Linked DNA regions of Mus musculus: regions 1, 3 and 4 are each linked to region 2. A link is a contact called in public Hi-C and promoter capture Hi-C data. All regions are on one chromosome and are shown on one strand. The core of a region is the stretch at or near the end of the contact, and the rest is flanking DNA. Distances in the headings are between cores, read along the strand shown. Region 1 holds the start of Zfp110 (zinc finger protein 110). Region 2 holds the start of Zfp551 (zinc fingr protein 551). Region 3 holds the start of Zscan22 (zinc finger and SCAN domain containing 22). Region 4 holds the start of Zfp128 (zinc finger protein 128).

Region 1 (2,700 bases), core at 109-2,608, 410 kb after region 2:
TTATAACAGGACTCAAGCCCCTGCTGAGCCTGAAGTGGGTTTATTTTTCTCTAGTCTGTTTTTTCTAGTCTATTCTAAGTACATGCAAAGAATAAGGTCAGTTCTAAGTCAAGGTACAAACAAGGCAATAAACAAAGTCCTGTGGTATTCAGGGACTTACAAAACGATCAAGATCTTGATCTTAGCCCCAAGTCAAATTCTTGCCTGAGCCTACTTCCGTGTCCTAGCCTAATGTCAAATTCCTGCCCAATTCCTAGAAGCAGTCCCAAGAGCTCTCCACATGTATGGATATTTACAGTTAGCATCCCTGGGACTGAGTGTAATTTTAGTTTTCCTCATACATCTCTGATCCTCCATGTCCCTTTGTAGCTGGTCTTTGCAACTTTGTGGGTTCTCCTCTTCCTCCCATCTTTATCCATGCCCCCTTTTTACCCCTTAACACTAGACTGGAAAGAAACAGGAATAGAGGGGAGAGAGGAATTAGGAAATCCCTGAATCTGATTTCTTTTCTTTTGCTTCTCCTTTGACCTCAGCTACTACGAAACCACAACCAACCTCCTCCCTATACAACCAACTGGTCCAGCCCAGCCCCTAGCCTATCGGGCCCTAACATTAATATACTCTCTGAAAAGTTCTCAGAATTCCAAATATAACACAATCACAAAAAACTATCTGCTACAGACAGAACCACGATTCTGCTAGAGCACAAAACAAATCACGGTCAGCTGCTACAGGCAGTCTGAAGCAGCCCCACATCCCTATACCTGGAATCAAACAAAATATTATTTTATAATATTTGTTTGTTCTTCCAAGAAACCAAAATTCCAGGATTCTCACTACATCCCTTCCTCTGCTGGGGAAAACTAGAGAGGACATTTAGTGTAGCCTACCATATTTTAAGTCCACCAGGTCTCCATACTTCCCACCTAAACGTTATAAGCCCACACCACCCTGCCCAGACCACACAACCCTGCCCACTCTACTAATCTGGACGCAAACGCCTGTCCTCTCATGGAAATTTGAGTACTTTTAATTCCGATGCCTAATGGCTTTCTGTTTCTACAGTTACTCCTTTCTTCCTCTCCCTTTAAGGGTACCGGTGAAACTTCAGTAAGATTGCATCCTTTTCTCCTTCCCCACAGTAAACTCCGTTAAATGACTTTGTCTTCTCTTGCCTCCGACCCACAGACAGCCCCAATCCGGATTCCCTCCCCCTCTACACTAGTAGAGCCGTAGGTTCCATCTGTCCCCTCGTCCCGCCTTCCTTGCTCTGCTACGCGGCGTGCCTCGCTCAGCCGACCTAACACCAGCACTTCCGGCCCACCCCCTTGCCCATGCCTAGCTTCCGTTTTGTCCAAGTTCTTTTGCTCCTGTTAGTGGGTTCGATTCTCTCCTAGCCTCGGTCTCTGTCCACAGAGGTACTGGTGCTCAGCGTCTTAGTATCCTTCTTCAAAAGCTGCATCCTAGTTCTTTAGCAGTCAATAACACACTTTTCGGACTTCGGCTTCGCCCGCCAACAGGACAAACGCCGCCTAACTGCTGCCGCTCGACGTCCGCGGGGGCGTCTGGGAGTTGTAGTCCGGACTCGTGAGCTGGCGCAGTTCGGGACAAGACCGACGGGCGAGCGCCATTGTGTCTTTCCGCAATCGTAGCGCTGCGTGAAAGCCCGTCGGGGGCAGCACCCATCTTCTGTTTTATTTGCAACCTCTGGAACCCAGTGTCGGCTTCGTTTGTGGCGCCACTTCTACGGACCCGGGAGAAGGTGTGTAGTCGTGGGTCCGAACAAATCCTAAGGAAGACATCGCGTTCTAAATAAGGACCACAGTTTAAGAAAACCAACCGCCTTTTGGATTAGATGACATCAGCTGTCCCCTCTCGGTTAGAGGGGAACCTGTCTTGTAGGCTTATGGGAGTCGGGAAGAGGATTCACTGGGCACTTTGCAATTTTGGGGTGGACTGGTCATGTCCTGCTGAGGGGTGGGATATGGGCAGAGGTGGGGGAGCCGCTGGGCACATTCCTTAGTGCCCCCCTCTTCCACTTTAGGTTTCGTCAGCATTCTGCCTACTCCTGGGAGAGAACATGGAGGACAGTATGGCTTCCACGCTTCCAACAACCTGGCCCCATGTGAGTAAAGGCTTCTTTTCAACTTTTGAGTCGGCTCAGGGGTCGGCTAGTGGTGAGACGTTTGTTCTCAAATATCATTGAGTTTCGGGAGGAGTTGGAGGACTGCCCAAGAGGGTGGTTACAATAGAAGAAACAAACAAACCGATTTCTGAACCAGGAACTGGCAAGCCAGATTGAGGCTTTTTAATTAAAAAACAATACTATTACATTTGGGGGGGGGGGGGCATGCACGTGTGTGCCACTGCCTGCTTGTAGAGGACAGAGAGTACCTTTCCGGATCGCTACCCTTCTTCCAACATATGAATCCTGAAGATCAATCAAACTCAGGCTTGGTAGCAGGCACCTTTACCCACTGAGCCATCTCACCAATCCTTTTCAACCTTTATTTTTTCTTTTTTTTTTTTTTTTTTTTTTTTTTTTTTTTAAGCTGAGGGTCTGGTGAAAGAAACTGACAAGTGTAAGAAGATAAGAAGCTCATGTTTAGTTTTCAGCAACTACTTTAAGGAAGTGACAATTCAAAAACAAGAAAAGAGGTATAGATGGGAACCAACAGTCCTATCCCCTGATTAGTGAGA
Region 2 (2,700 bases), core at 166-2,665:
CCTAGCAAAGACACTAAAACCTGTCACACTATCTCCAAGTTTATACCATGTGCTCTAGGGTTCCAGTTTCCTAGAGTCATCAATCCATGCTGGGGTGGGTTTTGTTGACACGGCTATCTAATGTTCCCTCACTCATACTCCTGTAAGTAACCCCAGTAAAGCTCACTGGCTTACCAAGTTGTACTTTGGTCTGTCCTCTCTTCCCTATCTGGGACTCCTAGATGCTTGTTCATGTCTCCACAGAATTACTGTCTACACAACACCATTTCCCTTCTTCCACAGTCGGTTTCCCGTGCAGCAGCCGGCAACAAGGAGCCTGAGGAGAATAAGTTGGCTTGCCAGCCTTCTCCACACCCAAATTTCCCATTGTCATTTCTACATATAAAGTACACATTCTGCTTTTCAGAGAATTATTCTGGGTCTGACACCTTCACCTCACTGATCCTTATTCTAAGGAGAAAGATCTTTCTGCACATGCCTAAGTAATTCAGTCTCCCCTTCAGGCACAGGCACATACTGGCACACACCGTGGGAGAAGCAACCTTCTACACTTCTGTTCACACTTGCCAAGAATTTCATACAACTCACAGCCTACACATCTCTGGGTTATGTACCTAACCTGTTCAAGACTGCAAGGCACCAGGCTACTAGGGCACACTGAGATAATAGACCAAGGACACCACTAACCTAAAACCTGTTGGTAGCATGAGGGTAATGGCAGGATCCACTTACCAGGCCAAGCTCCATAACTGGTTCTGAAGTCAGGGGAACCTGAAAAAAGGAGGAGGCTCTTAGAATCTAGCAGCCATAGGCGGTCTTCACAGGCTTCAGTCACACAGTGACCCTGATCACCGTGGGGTCAGAAGGCCTGGGATTACTACAAATCTGTCTATGCAGTGGTCCACAATTCTGAATCTCACCTGAGAGCTGTCACACCGGTGGCACAACTCTCTCCTGCCCCTCATATCTCCTCCTGTTTGTCCTTGCTCTGAGTAACTTCAGGAAAATTTAGAATCCTATTCCCGAATAGGATCTCTGTTCACAATTCTCACTGGCTCCCGGTGTCTGAAGAATTAAACTCAAATTCCTCAGGTGCAAATCGACCTCACAACTGCTTCTACAAACACTTGGCTACTAGGACTCAAAATCTTCCCTGCCTAGCAGCCCTTTCAGGAGGCATCCCTCTGCAACACTCACAAACCCCTGCACACAGCTGTTCTGCTGCCAGGAGCACCAACTAGGAACTTCAGGGTCATGATGGGGCCTCTTCCGGGGCTCTAGCGCTCGGGTGACAGCGCAAGACGCAGCACTTACCTGGGCTATGTTCCTGTGCATGGCCACAGCCATTGGATTCTGTAGAGGAAGCAAGGACCAGGTCGCCGAGGTCTCTTCCCTAGGCCTGGCTCGGGGCATGTGGGCGGAGTCGCTGGGCCTCAGCAGGGCCTCTGTAACACAGAGCAGCTCTTTGCGCTCTGCCATAAGAACTGCCCACCTCGCCGAGCTTCCAGTTAGGTAAACAAACCTCAGAAACGCCTAAACGACCACCAAAAAGACCACGCTGGAAATCTAGCTCCAGACACGAACCGCGCACTAGTCCACAAACACACACCCCAAAAAATAATAATACAAATAAATGCCGAATTTCCACGGGCTCAACTCCACCCCCATCGTCTCGCGTATTGCATCCCGGGAAATGTAGTTTCCGTCGCTCCCCAGGCAGGTACCCTGCCCCCAAGCCTGACCCCTATGAACTTAGTTTAAAAGAAAACAGGCATGCTTATATGAGTTTGTGACTACAGCTTTCTGGCGAGGAAAGATACTTAAATAAAACTGTTTCAGTATTCCTGGGATCTGTTGTATGGCTGATAGCCACTGTGATGATGTCTTATTTCAGACACCATGAAGTTCTTTGTGCATCAAGAGGCTATAAAGAAACAAATTCAAATGAACATATTCCGTATAGTAGTTTAGGCACTATATGTGTGCTTGTGTATCTGTATATTTATGTATACACTCAGGGACTCCATGATGCAGTTCTCAAGAGGTCATCCCATCCATGATGGATGAGACTTTATGGTATTTCAGATATTCGTGTCACCCATGTGCCTTTAAGAACCCCTCACCAGTGCTCACACACAAATGCTCTCTCTCTCTCTCTCTCTCTCTCTCTCTCTCTCTCTCTGTGTGTGTGTGTGTGTGTGTGTGTGTGTGTGTACATCATACATACATACCTATACCCATGCCTGTACCCGTACTTGTACACATACACATATGTGTGCAAAAACTGTTGGCTTGGCTATAATATGCATTTTTATTGCTGTTCAAACGCTTTCATTCAAAATCATTGATAACTAAATTTTTAACTCCCTGTATACTCAGTTAATGACAAGACAAAAACAATGTTAATTGGGTACATTGTATGGAAGATAAGGAACAATGTTTTGACTACCGTAGATCAGAAGCTAAAGGGACATCTTTGCCTCTTGTTCCCACAGACAGCTGCTTTCCTACCTATTTTCTAGTGATTGTGCCTAATGCGCAGATCCAATTTTATATTTTTCATTTAGTATGTCTTGTTCAACTTCCAAAGAAGCAGTTGCCTTAAGAATTTATAAATTCACTATGTCTTCCAGTTGCCCCAAATATATATTTGTCAAGAAACTGCTGAATGAAATTTTTTAAAAATTTAAAAATGCCTTG
Region 3 (2,700 bases), core at 1-2,500, 480 kb after region 2:
CCTGCTCAATACCCTTGCCTCCGTTGGAAGTAGCGAAACATTGTTTTCTCACCTGAGAGTCTCTGTGAGGAACTGAATTTGGCCGAGATTGCTGTACTGCCAATTTTCTCCTCAAAGCACTGATCACCTTACATCTTTCTGTTGCACAGTTCCCTCAATACACGCATCCTGTGGCTGCTCTCTATGAAGTTTGCTAGTATGGCTGTTAAAAAGACTGTTACTCGTGCACCATTCACTTTGTATGGAGCTCAAAGACAGACAAACTTGTAGACAATTTAGCAAATCCCAACAGTAAAGGCCTCCTAGTCAGGCACCTTGTCTAAAAGTCTGGAAGCTGTCTGTGATGTTTAAATGGCCTGCAGACACACACATACACACTCCACCCCCAGCTGTCTCGTGTAGTTAGTGTTAGTTAGCTAAGACTGGCTACATTCAAATAAAATGACAAAGGTTTCGGAAGGATTGTGGAAGGATTGTAGTTTAGGGCTTGAGGTTGCACTTAATGTGAGTAAAGGTCCAGGTTCCCCAGAACCAAAAAAATTAAGCAAAATATGGCTGGCAAGAAAGAAAAGTGGGTAAAAGTACTTGCTGCCAAAACTGAGTTTGACCTGCAGAACTCACTTGGTAAAAGGAAAGAACAGGGTTCCAAAAGTTGTCTCCTAACCTCTTCACGTGCATTGTGGTACGTACCCCACAACACACATAAACACACATGAACAAACACACACACCAAATAAATGTGATTTTAATATATATATATGTGTGTGTGTGTATACATATATACATATACATATACATATACATATACATATACATATACATATACATATACATATACATATACATATACATATACATATACATATACATATACATATACATATAACCTATGTGGGTATTTTGCCTGCTTGTATATCTGTGTAGCATTTGTGTGCCTGGTGCCTATGAAGGCCAAAAGAGGGTACCAAAACTCCTGGGACTGGAGTTAGACGGTTGTGAGCCATCAGAGGATGGACCTCACTCACTTGCACCGTGCATGCTCCAACTTCCCACACATCCCACAACTTCTACTCAGAAACACCAGCCTAGAGTCACCATCCTTCCCAACCCAACCCCCGGCAGGCATTCAGAACTACAACTCCCACAGGGCCGAAAGAATTAGCGCTGTGCTTTCTGGAACTTGTAGTCCAGGTGACGTGCTGTGTGGCCATTCGCCTGTACTAGGCACTTTGGGACTTGTGGTCCCTGGGCACGAAGGCGCATGTGTGTGCGTCACCAGGACGCCTTTGGAAGTGTCCGCTGGGAGTTCTGGAGACCCGGTGAGCGCGGGAACCCTGGCATGGAGGGGTGAGGGCTGCGAACGCCCACGGCAAACCTAACGGCCTGTGAGTACAGGACAGAGTGTGTCACGGCTGATGGAGTGTAAGTCTGACAAACCAAAAGCGGGACTGGCCGACCGGTTGTATGTGTCCGACAGGTTGTGCTACGTCTGATGCGTCGTGGCCTTGGATATCTCGTCGAGTGACTGATGAAGCCACCGACAGAAATAGCTTTTCGATGGACTTTAAGATGGGTTTGTAGCCAGGCGTGGTAGCGCAAGCCTTTAATCCCAGCACTCGGAGGCAGAGGCAGGCGGATTTCTGAGTTCGAGGCCAGCCTGGTCTACAAAGTGAGTTCCAGGACAGCTAGGGCTACACAGAGAAACCCTGTCTCGAAAAACCAAAAAATAAAAATAAAATAAAATAAAAAATAAATTTAAAAAAGATGAGTTTGTAACGAGTTCAGCCATGAGTGAAATCCTCTGTGTCTGGTTGAGATGCTGACTAACATGGTCTTCCTGCCTCTGCCTCCCAAGCCACCACGCCAAACATTTCAGCTGCTTTATTTACTTATTTTTATTTTATATGCATTGGAATTTTGCCTGCAAGTATGTGTGTGAGGGTGCCAGATCTTGGAATTACAAACAGTTGTGAGCTGCAATGTGGGTGCTGGGAATTGAACCTGGGTCCTGTGGAAGAGCAGCCAATGAATGCTCTTAACCACCCACTGAGCCACCTCTTCAGCCCCTTGAGCTGCTTTAATTCCACCATAAAATGTATATTAATTGAGCCAGCCATGGTGGCACATGTTCTTTTCGAAGCCAGCCTCATCTATGTATCAAGTTCCAGGCCATCCAGGACTTTATAGTAAACCCCTGTATCCTGGTTGGGTTGGGTTGGGTTGGTTGGGTTGGTTGTATACAACTTGATGAAAGCTAGCGTTATCTGAGAAGAGGAACCTCCATTGAGAAAAGGCCTCCAAGAGATGACTTGTAGGCAAGTCTATAGGGGCATTTTCTTGATTAATTATTGACGTGGGAGGACCCAGTCCAGGTGCCACCCCTGAGTAGGTGATCCTGGGTTATATAAGAAAACAGACTGAGCAAGCCTTGGGAAGCAAGCATTCCACCACAACCTCTGCTTCAGTTTTTGCAACCAGGTTCCTACCTTGAGTTTAACCTGACTTCCTTCAAAACTGGTAATTTGTGAGGAAAATAAGCCCTTTCCTCCCCAACTTGCTTTTGACCAATGTTTTATCACTGCAAGAGAAGGTGCAAACTAAGACAACCCTGTCTCAAAATATACACACACACACACATCACACATGCATATATAATAGATGTGTGTTTACTATGTAGTAATTTATATTAATATATATATT
Region 4 (2,700 bases), core at 201-2,700, 460 kb after region 2:
AGGAAAACTGTGCCCTCTGTTACTTTTAGGGAGACCCTCCTATTTACCTTATGCTGATACATAAGGGCACACTTATGTTTAAAATCAGATGCATTATAAAAAGGACATGCACAGTAGAGAAAACGAATATATGACTTACTCTATCAATCAGAGTAGAGAACCACCCAAACTACATATCTAGTAATCAGCACCCCCTTCTCCTGAACCCTATAAAAGGAAGCCCTGAGCAATAATCTGGACACTGAGAATCTTCACTCCCATAACTCATTGTCAATCTTTAATAGCATACCTACATAATATGTAATTTCACTTTTACTCAAATAACATTATCTTACTTTTTTTCTGTAAGCTCTTAAATTCAATTCTTTGGAAAAGAGGCCAAGAACCTAGAAATGCCCAGCCCAGACCCAGAGCACCAGTTATGACACTACTGTCATTGTCAGACTGGTGAGGAAGATGCCAGGAGAGAACAAAGGAAACTACTAGGCTGAAAGGAGGGAGAGACAGAGAAGGGAGGATGAGAATAAAAGGACCTGCTGTTTGCTGGACTGCAGCTCTGTATTAGAGCACTTACCACTCTTGCATAAAGACCTAGGTTCAATATCCAGTACTGGGGAGTGGGGATAGTGGAGGAAGGGCAGAGCCTGCTGTTCTACACCTGATAGTCTCTGTCTCTTTAAGGGTATAGTGTATTTTTGGTCTTTTTCTATTACATCATCAACCTAGTGAAAACTAGCAAAAGCCCATTGTTTCCTTCCTTCTTTCCTTCCTTCTTTCCTTCCTTTCTCTCTTTTCCTCTTTCTCTCTTTCCTTCTTTCTTTCCCTTTTCAAGGCAGGGTTTTGTAGCCCTGGCTGTCCTGGAACTCACTCTGTACACCAGACTGGGCAGGAATCAGAAATCTGCCTGCCGGGCAGCCGGGTGTGGTGGTGCACGCCTTTAATCCCAGCACTCAGGAGGCAGAGGCAGGCAGATTTCTGAGTTCGAGGCCAGTCTGGTCTACAAAGTGAGTTCCAGGACAGCCAGGGCTATACAGAGAAGAAACCCTGTCTCGAAAAACCAAAAAACCAAAAAACAAAACAAAACAAAAAAACCAACAAAACAAAAAATTCCAGCAGCAGGTCAGATTGACCAATTCTAACACCAAGACCTTGCCGCTGCGCGCCCAACTCACGGTGCAGATGCATATATGCCCTGAACTCAGCCGTCAGGGCGGGAGGATTATTTTCCAGGCAACTCGAAGCCCAAGTGATGCCCGCACCCGCAGGTAACGGAATGTAAGCTGACCTCTGCTGGTACCCAGACCTGATCCTTAAACAAGACCTGTGAGTGGTTGCACTCCCTTAGACCAGAGGCCAGGCCTTCCCCGATTGGTCAACGTTGGGCTGGCGCTAGCTTCCATTGGTTAAGTGCTGCGTCTCGGCGCGTGGCCTTCTGGGAATTGTAGTCTCAGTGTCCCTGGCGCTGCCGCCATTGTCCAGCGGGAGGCCAGTCGGGTGGTCCCCAGGACGGGGCTGAGTTTAAAATTAGGGTGTCCTTGGACGTCTGTGGCTAACCTGTTGGCCTGGAATGGACCACCAGGACAAAGCAGCAACAGTGGCAATGGCCTCGCGGCCGCAAGCAACACAACTTCAGGTAACAAAAAGGACAGATTGGACTCCGAGTCCTGCTGTCCCCGACAGAGTGACCTGTAACCCGCGGCGCTTTTTCCACAAGAGAAACAAGCGCTGTGGCTCAGCCTCCGAGCCTGGGTCCAAATCTAGTTCCCTCTGTGTGCATGCTTCAGCCTCCTGTCTGCGTGCCATGGGGTGGAGGGGAGGAGGGTGGTCATTTCCCTGAGGACTGACAGGCTCTGCTCAGGGGTTCGATCCCACTCTGGCCAACGCCCTCCCATTTATCCCGAAAGACGGTTCTCGGAGATGACAGGTGACTGGCTAGCATTACAGAGCAACCACATTGCGGGTACGGTCCTCAAAACATGTCCTAAGGCGCAGAATCAACCGACTTTTAAGGGAACCTCCGCACCATGACCCCTATTTTGCAAGTAAGGCATAACTTCACGGGGCAGAGGTACCAAGTTAGGAAAACAGAAGTAACTAGTAAGGGTCACGCCCTTCTGGGCCTTGGGAAAACTGGTAGGTGTGGCTATCAGTGTTTGTCTAGCTCCTGATCATCAAAGTCTGCACTTGTAGACAAATTGCTTATTCTGTTCACCGTAGTTCACCTAGCAGAAGCCAAGACCATTTCATACATAAGTTCTGCAACTTTGAAATTATGCTCTGGAGGTCAGGAGGTGGGTATTTGGTTTGCTTGGGGGAAATTTGCGTTAATTACATTTGGTGTGAAAAGTAAGCTTATGATAGTCTTAGATTGCAAATGATCAGATTCATGTCATCTCAGTTTTTCATGAAATGTGACCAGAGTGTAGAACTGAGAACTGAGGCCTATCAACAGCTATATGAATGAGCCATAGTGAAGGTGGATTCGCCAGCCCCAGTCAAGTCTCAGGTAACCGTCATGAGGCTGACAGTTTGTCAAGGAGTAAGCGATGAGACGGGCGGGAAAAGAGGTGTGTTTAATCAATCTGTTGTCGTGTTTCAGGTAGTACACACAAAACGTAGTGAGACCTGAAATAAACACTACTTCATGGTTTCTGATGGGGTAGGAAATCAAGAGTGACTTAGTTTATGGATCTACCCTAG

Evidence for each region. Promoter capture Hi-C pulls out the DNA fragments that hold promoters and counts their contacts. A called contact is a pair of places that touch in the nucleus more often than the background predicts.
Region 1: a contact with region 2 is called in a Hi-C map of DN3 thymocytes, with 10 times the contacts expected there. The contact joins the promoter of Zfp110 here to the promoter of Zfp551 in region 2. A contact is called at or near these places in 5 of 39 promoter capture datasets (3T3-L1-derived adipocytes, the C10 cell line, cranial neural crest and 2 more), 3 of 484 Hi-C or Micro-C datasets (DN3 thymocytes, adipose-derived mesenchymal stem cells and forebrain) and 3 of 115 datasets of contacts at active chromatin or transcription factors (astrocytes, craniofacial prominence and large pre-B cells).
Region 3: a contact with region 2 is called in a Hi-C map of cortical neurons. The contact joins the promoter of Zscan22 here to the promoter of Zfp551 in region 2. A contact is called at or near these places in 3 of 39 promoter capture datasets (the 3T3-L1 cell line, hippocampal neurons and neural stem cells) and 3 of 484 Hi-C or Micro-C datasets (LSK cells, cortical neurons and myocytes).
Region 4: a contact with region 2 is called in a promoter capture Hi-C map of neural stem cells. The contact joins the promoter of Zfp128 here to the promoter of Zfp551 in region 2. A contact is called at or near these places in 5 of 39 promoter capture datasets (the 3T3-L1 cell line, hematopoietic stem and progenitor cells, hippocampal neurons and 2 more), 7 of 484 Hi-C or Micro-C datasets (LSK cells, the N1E-115 cell line, cortical neurons and 3 more), 2 of 115 datasets of contacts at active chromatin or transcription factors (embryonic stem cells and large pre-B cells) and 1 of 9 other capture datasets (pancreatic islet).

What each region holds. Positions count from the first base shown.
Region 1 is chr7:12,833,403-12,836,102 of GRCm38.p6, forward strand. Zfp110 (zinc finger protein 110) reads left to right here and starts at 1,359. Exons shown (of 8, transcript NM_022981.5): 1 at 1,359-1,762; 2 at 2,045-2,125. The coding sequence starts at 2,081.
Region 2 is chr7:12,421,076-12,423,775 of GRCm38.p6, forward strand. It overlaps Zfp551 (zinc fingr protein 551), which reads right to left and starts at 1,416. Exons shown (of 4, transcript NM_001033820.3): 1 at 1,315-1,416; 2 at 733-771. The coding sequence starts at 1,413.
Region 3 is chr7:12,896,559-12,899,258 of GRCm38.p6, forward strand. It overlaps Zscan22 (zinc finger and SCAN domain containing 22), which reads left to right and starts at 1,251. Exons shown (of 3, transcript NM_001290436.1): 1 at 1,251-1,422.
Region 4 is chr7:12,879,728-12,882,427 of GRCm38.p6, forward strand. It overlaps Zfp128 (zinc finger protein 128), which reads left to right and starts at 1,451. Exons shown (of 4, transcript NM_153802.4): 1 at 1,451-1,633. The coding sequence starts at 1,568.